Linked DNA regions of Rattus norvegicus: region 2 is linked to region 1. Evidence: chromatin contacts called from public Hi-C data. All regions are on one chromosome and are shown on one strand. The core of a region is the stretch at or near the end of the contact, and the rest is flanking DNA. Distances in the headings are between cores, read along the strand shown. Region 1 holds the start of Vstm2l (V-set and transmembrane domain containing 2 like). Region 2 overlaps Tti1 (TELO2 interacting protein 1).

Evidence for each region. A called contact is a pair of places that touch in the nucleus more often than the background predicts.
Region 2: a contact with region 1 is called in a Hi-C map of frontal cortex, with 2.3 times the contacts expected there. The contact joins the enhancer-like site here to the promoter of Vstm2l in region 1. A contact is called at or near these places in 2 of 12 Hi-C or Micro-C datasets (the A7r5 cell line and frontal cortex).

The regions. Positions count from the first base shown.
Region 1 is chr3:166,989,168-166,993,719 of GRCr8, forward strand. It overlaps Vstm2l (V-set and transmembrane domain containing 2 like), which reads left to right and starts at 1,868. Exons shown (of 3, transcript XM_063285125.1): 1 at 1,868-2,175. The coding sequence starts at 2,055. LOC134486468 (a long non-coding RNA gene) reads right to left here and starts at 1,743. Exons shown (of 2, transcript XR_010065441.1): 1 at 1,538-1,743; 2 at 1-960.
Region 2 is chr3:167,061,019-167,065,570 of GRCr8, forward strand. The region is part of intron 6 of Tti1 (TELO2 interacting protein 1); the gene reads right to left. Among named protein-coding and RNA genes, the nearest start is that of Tti1, 23 kb to the right of the region's middle. Within about 2 kb of position 2,048, at least 18 of the 93 cell types and tissues checked have an H3K27ac peak or open chromatin away from gene starts, as enhancers often do.

The sequences.
Region 1 (4,552 bases), core at 618-3,117:
TATGGGAGATCCCTGAGACGGGAAGACAGAGGACTTGGACCTTGTTCAGGAAAGCCCTCCCTGGTTCTTGCCTTCCTAAGCTGTAATGAGAAGGGTTGCGTTAAAGCTGCTCAGATATATGCCCGAGAGTCTGGACTCCACAGCTCGGACCAGCACTCTCTTAGCATTGCCTTGTTTTAGGCAACAGGTTCAACCTTTCTGGGTCTCAGTTCCCTTATTCATAGCTGACAGTGATGGGACATGTATAGTTCTTAGAGGCTGTCCTTGAAAGACCTGAGACTTTTTGTCTCTTTGCTGTGCTCTTCCCTCCAGTCTCATTCAGTCTCTGTCCCTCTGTCTTTCTCTCTGTCTGCCTCTCTTCACATTTGTTTCCAATCTGCGTTTTAAGAGAGAGTTCAGGACCGAGCCCCGGTTCTGCCACCACAGTGTTCCGGAAAGGATAGGAGCTGTTTAAAGAGTCCTGGGTGTCAGCCTCTGCACTGCTGGCTGATCCTCCAAGGGGACCTGTCTGTGGTGCTGAAAGTGCTTTTGTTGGAGATGTCCGTGGTGCTGAATTTGTGCTTCGAAAGTACAACACCTGGCAGGGAGGGACACTGAATTGATCCTGGTGACAACAGTATGCTATCCACCACAATATCTGAAAGGGGCACCGGATGACAGAATAAAGGCAGCGAGCACGGTGTGTCACTCCGCTTCTTAGGTCTCTCAAACTTTAGGTACCGTGCGCTGTGCTGGAGGCTGGATCCCTGCGGTGCTGCACGGGAAGTGGGATGTCTGTCCACTGTGCTGAACCCTGGCATCTAAGCGCCCCCGAGGCGCTGTCCGCGGTACTTAAAGGATTAAACGAAAAGGGTGCTGTCCTCAATGCTGAAACTAAGCCTGCCGGCGAAGGCGGAGAAGAAATGAGGGCAGAAGAATCCTTCCCGGGGTCAGAGAACTTGCTCCAGATCTTCGCAGGACCTCGGAAAAGGCAGTCTGATGAAATGGGCTTCTCTTTAAAAATGACCCCCAACCCTCTTTTCCTGTCACAAAAAAACCTCAGGGAAGGAATAAGAATTGGACTGCTTCATGGTTTACACACACACACACACACACACACACACACACACACACACACGCACTCCATCTAGACCTTCCGTCTAGGGAGAGCCTTATAGTCCAGAAGGGGGCGATCCAGTTCACTGCGTAGAACCCTAACACCTCTAAGCTAGGAGCCCCACTAACTGCTGAGTCCCAGAGACGTGAACCACAACGATAACCACATTGTGTGGGCATCGCGATGTTCCCCACTTTGCCTACCTAACTCCAAAGACCCCCACCCCACCCCTACTGCTTCTGGTGGTGGCGTCTGTCCCCATTTCTCGAACGAAAAACTCAAGGTACAGACAGGAGAGACTACATGGCACAGACAGGAGAGACACGAGGACCCCAAGGCTTAAACCAGAGCTTAAACCAGCTCTCCTAGGTCCCAGCCCGGGTATGCCCCCCACCCCATCCACCTGTCCTGCACCCCGCCTGGCCCGGGCCCCAGCACTACCAGGCTGGCAAAGTTGAGCGGCCCCTCCAGCGCGCGGGTCTAGTGGCAGGTGGGATGCTTTGCCCCTTATTCCCAACGATCGGATTTCAGTTCCCAACACCCTAGTGTTCCGCCCTGAGGGGGCTCAGGTCCCCAAGTGGCCTTCCACCCCCGGGCCTGCCCCACCCCCGCTCCCGCGCGGGAGACCAGTTGCGAGTACCGCTTTAAAAATCCCAGCCTGGGCAAAACTTTGATGATAAATCAAGCTGCGGATCCCTCCGCCGCCGCCGGCTCAGGGCGGGGAGCGAGGGGGAGGGCGGGTGCGCGGCGGCGCGGAGTGGCCTTCCGCGCAAGCGAAGAGTCCCGCAGTCGGAGGCGGCGGGCTGGGCGTGCGCTCGCTGCCTGCAGCCGGGGCCGGGCCGGGGCCAGCGGGAGAGGGCGGCGGCGGCGGCGCCGGGCAGGGCACGGCGGGCGCGGGCTCTGCGGGCTGCGGAGCCCCGATGTGAGGCGGCGGCGCCCCCCGGCCGGAGCGCGCAGCATGGGGGCCCCGCTGGCCGCGGCGCTGGGCGCCCTCCACTACCTGGCACTTTTCCTGCAACTCGGCGGCGCCACGCGGCCCGCAGGCCATGCGCCCTGGGACAACCACGTCTCCGGACACGGTGAGTTCGCGCGCCGCCCCCACGGACTTCCCCACTTAACCCCACCCGGACCGCAGCCGCTCCAACTTGGCGGTCGTGGTGCTCGAACCTGCGCCGACTGAGGCCACGGCCCAGAGTTCCAGGGCGCCCTCTGCTGGGACTGCGGACCCACCCTGGCTCCTATCCGGGCCAGCTCTGCGAGAAGGGGCCCCAAGAGCACACTCGCTCTCGCCCCAGCTCTCAGAAGACTCCCCCTCCACGCGCGAACTCGCTCACGCGGATACACACACCTCTGCGACCATACAGATGTCTCCAGCCGCGGACACACTCAGCCACGATCACTGCATCCCACACTCACAACTCTGCACACCCCCTCCGAGCCTCTCCTCGCTGGTAAATATACTTGTGCCCACTACGCACACGAATCAGACACTGGCTGGTGGCTCGCCCTGCCAGCTGGCACCTGGGCACACACGGTTCGCTTCGCCACAACTCTTGCCTGTCTGCCTGCAGACACGGAATACACATGCACGCACGCACTTGTGCACACACTTTGCACACACACTTCTCTCTGCCCGGATGCCTTTCTCCTTTGTGGGTTTAATGCTGAAACTGCTCTTGTATCCCCTTCATCAGGATCCACCCCTCCACCGCTGGGAATGGTCCTGAGGGACGCCAGATGCTGTTGCTTAAGACCTGCTAGCCTGGGTGGCAGCTCCCTTTGCCATGTGGGTGGCATTCCAGGGATGGGGGCAGTATGAGGATGAGAAGGTAGGGACGGAGAGCTGGGATACACTGGAGTAGTTGAGGTCACTCCTTCCAGTCAGAGGCTGGGCGTGAAGAGGAATGTAGGGCATTTGTTTGTCTCTGGGGGGGTGAGCAGGAACCCCCGAATCCTACCAGGTACCCCCATTTCGGGCACCCCATCTCAACCTTGCCCCTAGAGGACTGAAGTGTTGAACCTCGACTTTGTGGGAGCAGGGAGCAAGCAAATGCTCCCAGTACTGCCTGCCCGAGTGTCTGAAGCTTCTTTCCTCTCCACAGGAGCCCAAGTTGGAAGCAGAGTTGGGTGGTGTGAGGCAGGCAGCAGTGGAGGCTCCCTGCCCCTGAGCCATGCTGTGTTATGGGGCAGGGATGAATGAAACCAGGGTAGACCACGACGGCAGAGGCTATAACAGCATGCATGCTGTTCTCTGTGTGCCCAGGCTGGGGGAGGTTTGAACAAAGGGTTGAGAACAGGAATATTTCTTTTGATGGGGGTGAGTTAGGGTTGTGTGCCAGAGCCTCAAAACCCAGGGAAGGCCTTTCACAGGTGTGCTGCAGGAATGGGGTTGCTTCAGAGGGAGGGTTTCAAAGCCATGCTCAGAATCCTTGCTTCTAGGGAAGCCCGCATCCTTGTATCTACATACACCTCGCTAGGTTTGACAGAAACCTCTCGCACGCAGTTACATACCTTTGTGTCCGTCATGATTTCTGCTGACCTGGCAGGAGAGGCAGTAAACAGGGAAGGGATGCTCTAATTACAGATGGGAAATCAAGGCTCAGAGAGGTGAAGGGAGTTGCCCAAGGTCACACAGTGAGAGAGCGGCTGAGTCAAGGATGGCTCCAGGGTCTGTCGGGCGAAGCAGCAGTTTGTCCAGGCCATTCATCTCCCTGTCACATTCTTTCTCATTCAGGGGAAACTGGGAATTCCTCCCTTCTCTCCCCTCCTGCCTGCCCGCCTGTCCAGCTCAGTTCCTTGGCACTGTCAAAACTTATACTAGGAGGTTTCTCCGAGAAGGACTTGCCTTTCTGAGTTTGAGATCCCTTGAGGTACAAACATGGAACTCTGAGGCCTATGGTCATTGTCTTTGGGGCACCAGACCCTCCGAATTTGGGTCATTCTTGAGTAGGCAGGTTCTTTCCTTTGTGAGACAGTCTCCTCCTGCCCCCTGATGCCAGCTGCGCTGAGGGGGGCCCAGCCCCACGAATGTTCCCATCTCCACGCTGGACCAATCCCCAAATGCCCAAGCGAGGTGCTGTATGCAAAGGGGACAGGACCCATTTTGGGGATTCTGATCCCCTCCTGACTGTGTCTTTGGGTAAACAGGTCACCCCTTGGGACCTCCTGCTCTGTCCCTCAAGAAATGGCCCTGCTGCTCTGCAGGGGCCAGGCTGCCTTCTCGACATTGCTAGGCTCAAAGTCACCAAGTACTGGCTGCTAAGGAGCCCCACAGCTGCCCCTCTGCCGGGCCCAGTACCCTGTCACCACAGGAAGGGTCTGGAGCCACTCACTTAATCACAAAAAGAAACAGTTATTAATGATAGTGAGACACGGCGAATAAGTGGGTCATGTCTAATAAGCCATTTGTGTTCAGGAGGAGAATACCAATTTGATAAAAGCTGTGTGTGCTGAAAA
Region 2 (4,552 bases), core at 798-3,297, 72 kb after region 1:
ACAACTTCAGGAGTGGGTTCTTCTTCTACACAGAGGTCCTGGGATTGAACTCAGGATGCACGGCAGGTGTCTTCACGAGCTCTTTCTAGCCTCCAAGCGTGCTTTACATCCATTTTTGAAATCAGTATACACAGTAATGGGTTTTGTTACAGTTTTCACACATACATGCCAGTATGTGTTTGTTGTTTATGCTGATCTCCATGTGATTCCCATTTACCAGCTAAAAGTACCACCTCTGTATTAGTGACTCCACCCCAGATTTAACCAGTGAATTAAAATACCCAAAACCAAATTCCCTCTGTACTGAACAGACACAGCTCTGTCCTTGTCCGTACTCCCTGAACACGACATACCAACCGCTTAGTGTTTACCTTGTCAGGTGATCACAGGCTTGGCAGACCAGCGGCCATTTCACAAAGGACTTGGTACCTATGGGTCCCGGAGCTGATTCCTCCTGGGGACTGAGGAACAGCACCACAGCGTACAATACAGCGCCTATCTGATCAATCAGATCTCATTCTCAACAGAATGCTGTTAGTGCACTTTTGACTGTCAAATAAGAATAAAGTGATTGCTAAATAAAACAATTTTTGGTTTTTAATTTTATTAATCTGAAAAACCAGTGCTCTTGGAAGAGCTGGGTCTTACTCTGTGAATTCAGTTTTGCTCTCTTCTTTGTGTGTGGTAGACTTATGCTGGGGGAGGGAGACAGGTAGGGGTGGGTGCATGTGTGCATGTGTGCATGTGTGTAGGGAGGCTTTGAAAAATGTACTGGGCCTGGGCTGCTGTGCCTAAACTATTTTAAGTTTCTTGGCTTAGAATAATCTTGTGTTTATAACCTATGCAGTGGTTGCTGAAGAAGTGACTAGAATATTCTAATTCATCGTTTCCACTTCACTGCATAAAAGAGATGGGGCCTGTGTGGGAGACAATTTTTGTTTAAAAACAAAAATATCTTTGATAATTAGAGTGGTGAGGGAAATGATAAAAACACCAAAACCCAGGAAGCACATTTCTGTTTACATGTGACACTGTTGACAGTTTTTCCTCGGTGCCAAAGACTGTTAGAATGCAAATGATTTCATTTGTTTTTTTTTTCTCTACCTCAAGAACTGGACCGATTTCTCCAGCTGCAGCTGTGCTTCCTTCAAGGAACACTTGTCTCTGGGCAGCAGGCAGCAGAAGGCACCGTGGCCCGAAGCTCTGCTTTGCCTACAGCAGGCTGAATGGGATCTGTGCTCACCCTCAAAGATCTCCAAATAAAATGCTGACAGGGAAGAAAGAGAGCGAGCCATGCAAGTTCACTGCTTTCATTAAGCAGAGCCAAACCCTCAGGAATCATCTGGGTGTCTGTCAGTGCTTCACTCCTAAAAGGGTAAACGCCTCAGCAGGGCAAACAGCAAGTGACGTCCTCCTGCCTCAGCTGCCGGAAGCGAATCACCCTCCCGCCTCCTGACCCTGCTTCCGCTTTCTTCCAGAGATGATCACAGGCAGCCTAGTCTCCCACTGGGATTGTTCTGAGGTGTGTGTGTGGGAGGGTGGGGGTCGCAGGGAGACACTCTCCATGAGTGTCTAATGAAAACACTGCTCTAGAGACTGAGTGATAGAGACAGAAAGAGGGGAGAGGGAGACACAGGAGCGCGCACGCATGCGCACACACACACCACACACGCACACACACATGAACACATGCACACACGCATGAACACACGCACACATGAATGCACAGAGAGGGGTGGGAGAACAGAGAGCATGAGGGACTCATGAATAAATACCACTATGACCCACTATGGATATGCTCAGTCAGAGAAGGGAGCGACATTAGTCTTTGTCTCACTCAACTCCAGGCCTCGATGGGGCCCGGTTCTCAGTCACAGGGTTCTATTTTTGGCTGTTATATCAGGGACAACAAAGTGCAGGGTACTTTACCTTCTGCACGGCTGAGGTGGGAAATGAACCCAGTGCCATGTAAGCAGATGGCTGGCAGGCGCGCTGCACTCTTGCTGGGTGGGAGCCATGCAGTCTGCTGAACCCTAAACACTGACAAACTCTTAACCTGAGCCCTGTTGGCTTTGCCACTGGGAGCAGAGCCTGAGGCTGAGGCCTGGTAGGCTGTGTCAGGCTCCAGAGCCTTGGCTTTGATCCCCAGCTCTGCAGCGCCTTGCTTGGGGCCTCTTCCCACCCAGCCTTCCTACAAAATCAAGCCAGAAGACAAAGGCAAGCCCTTCCGCTGTGAATGACCAAGGCAACTGCCGGAACGCGTTCCCAGCTACCGTCAGACATGGCGGGGACGGATGCTGAACACGCCAAATGGCCACTTTCATCTTTTTTCAAACCCCAAAGAGAAACAATTTCTGAAAAATATACATACACTATTTAACTCCTAAATGAAACTCCTTTCTCCTTCCCCCAGGCCCAAATTGGTGGCTCCAGGGAGCAGAGTTATCAAGAGATTACCTGGTCCTCAGAGCGCGGGAGGCACTCAGCTGTGCCTCATGCCTCCACATGTCCCGAGGCAGGTGATTATCTCTCAATAACCTGTGGGGCTGTGTAGCTTAAATGATAACTTGACTTTAAAAAATTTAGAACTCGCCGTTAGGCAGTTTCTAAGCAACCTCTGTTTCCATGGCAAAGAAGCCTGGTGTTTATACTGATTTTTCACTTAAAATGCGGTTTTATTGAATTTTACTTCATGCAGGCAGCCATTTCCCTGCACTTCAGCTCTATCTACCATTGACAGTATCAGTAAGTACCTGATAAACTCCAGACACCAAACCAACAGAAGAAAAGCACCCTTCAGGACGAACTGTGGCACTCCAGTGAGCCACCTGGGGTGCGGTGGCCTGAGGAGGCAGGAAGTGTGTGGATGGAATCTAGCTAGCTGAACCAGGGCCTTGTCTCTGTGGCTGAGACATCTACAAGTATCCCACTGGCCCAGACACTGTGCTGGGTCTCTGGGATGCTGAAAAGGTGGTAGAGGAAGGCTGTGGTTTCAGGGTCTCATCCTAGAGGCCCTCTGCGGATGCAGCCAGGGAAGGTTCCTAAGGCGAGCACATGGCCAGAGGTGACTCCAGGGGCAGACAGACAGTTGTAACGTGCTGCCTGGCTTCCACAGGCCACCACGGATCTGCAGTGTGAGCATTGGATTATCTACCTCCATTCCCAGTATCAGCATCTTTGTCTAGATAACATCTGCTCAAACTAGACTCTAGAAAGCCGTCAGCCAATGAGGGTCCAGCATGGTTAAACCAACTGTAGCTGAAGTGCGGGGCTCCCAGCTCTCTTAGGTGGCAGACTATTCTTTCTCTTGTCAATTATTTGCTTGAGGGACCTGGTGTTCCTTTTCTCTTTCCAGATATATAAAATGCTCTCAGGAGTTGTCGGGCAGATGCCAGAGGTAAAGAACTTGTGGCTTTGTGATCTCTTTGTTTGTTTGGGATGTCTAAGGAAGTGGCTTCGGGATATCTCCTTAGTAGCATGTTACATATTCTTTTCACATGGCCTGGGCAAATGTTACCAAAAAGCAAACCTTTCCTGGCAAGCAGGCCTGTTGTTTCCTCTCTGGCAGAACAGCCTCCATGCTCCTCTTTCTCTGGTCATCTCTTCCTCCATTACTCGGAGCATGTCAATACTGCAAATGAGGCTGTGTGCTGCCTTTTAAACAAATGGATGCCAGGGTGGCGAATTGTCCCAGCCAGCGAGCAGTGGGGCTATGTTCCCATACTCAGTAATTTACTCTAATGGGTCTCGGTTCATTGGTTAACCAGTATTTCAAGCCTGTCCTTCCTGCTATTCAATTTCGCTATCTTCCTCTGCACCGAGGCTGTTTTTTGTTTCTAAATGCTAGGAATGGGGGATTATGACTGGAAGCAACAATTTACTCTCCAAATACATGCTACCAATTACCTTTGCAGTTACACTTACTTGTTAGACCTAACTATATTTACCTGTTCAAAACCATTCATCCATCGATCGACCTCCAACACGCACAGAGACTCTTATTAAAAATATTTAAATGCAGCGAGGACAGGATTTAAAACCATAAACACCAGTAGCAGCGTATGATGCTAATCACGCCCCTAAAGTACCACAAGACAGAGTATCATAAACGCAGTAGAATGCTTCCACTGCTTCATGCATATTTAAAAGGACCTGACATGGAGAGGCCCAATCTGTTAGACACAATTCAAAAGGAAGCCAGGACCTGGTGGGCTGTAAGTCCTATTGGGTGGTTTTAATGTAGCCCCTTCCATCTGGCTGGCTCTTCCGATCTCCAGGCTAAGGTCCCAAGACAGTGCTGCTGGCCACTGGCTTTAAAGCTGGCCTAAGCACTCGCCGGCATACTCAGAGGCAGTATTTCCTGCCCCTACCAGAAAGACGATGTTTTTTTTTTTGTTTTGTTTTTTTGTTTTTTTCGGAGCTGGGGACCGAACCCAGGGCCTTGCGCTTGCTAGGCAAGCACTCTACCACTGAGCTAAATCCCCAATCCCCAAGACGATGTTTTTTTGTGGCAATCTATGTGACTTGCCCTCTTTTACTCAAATTATTTTTC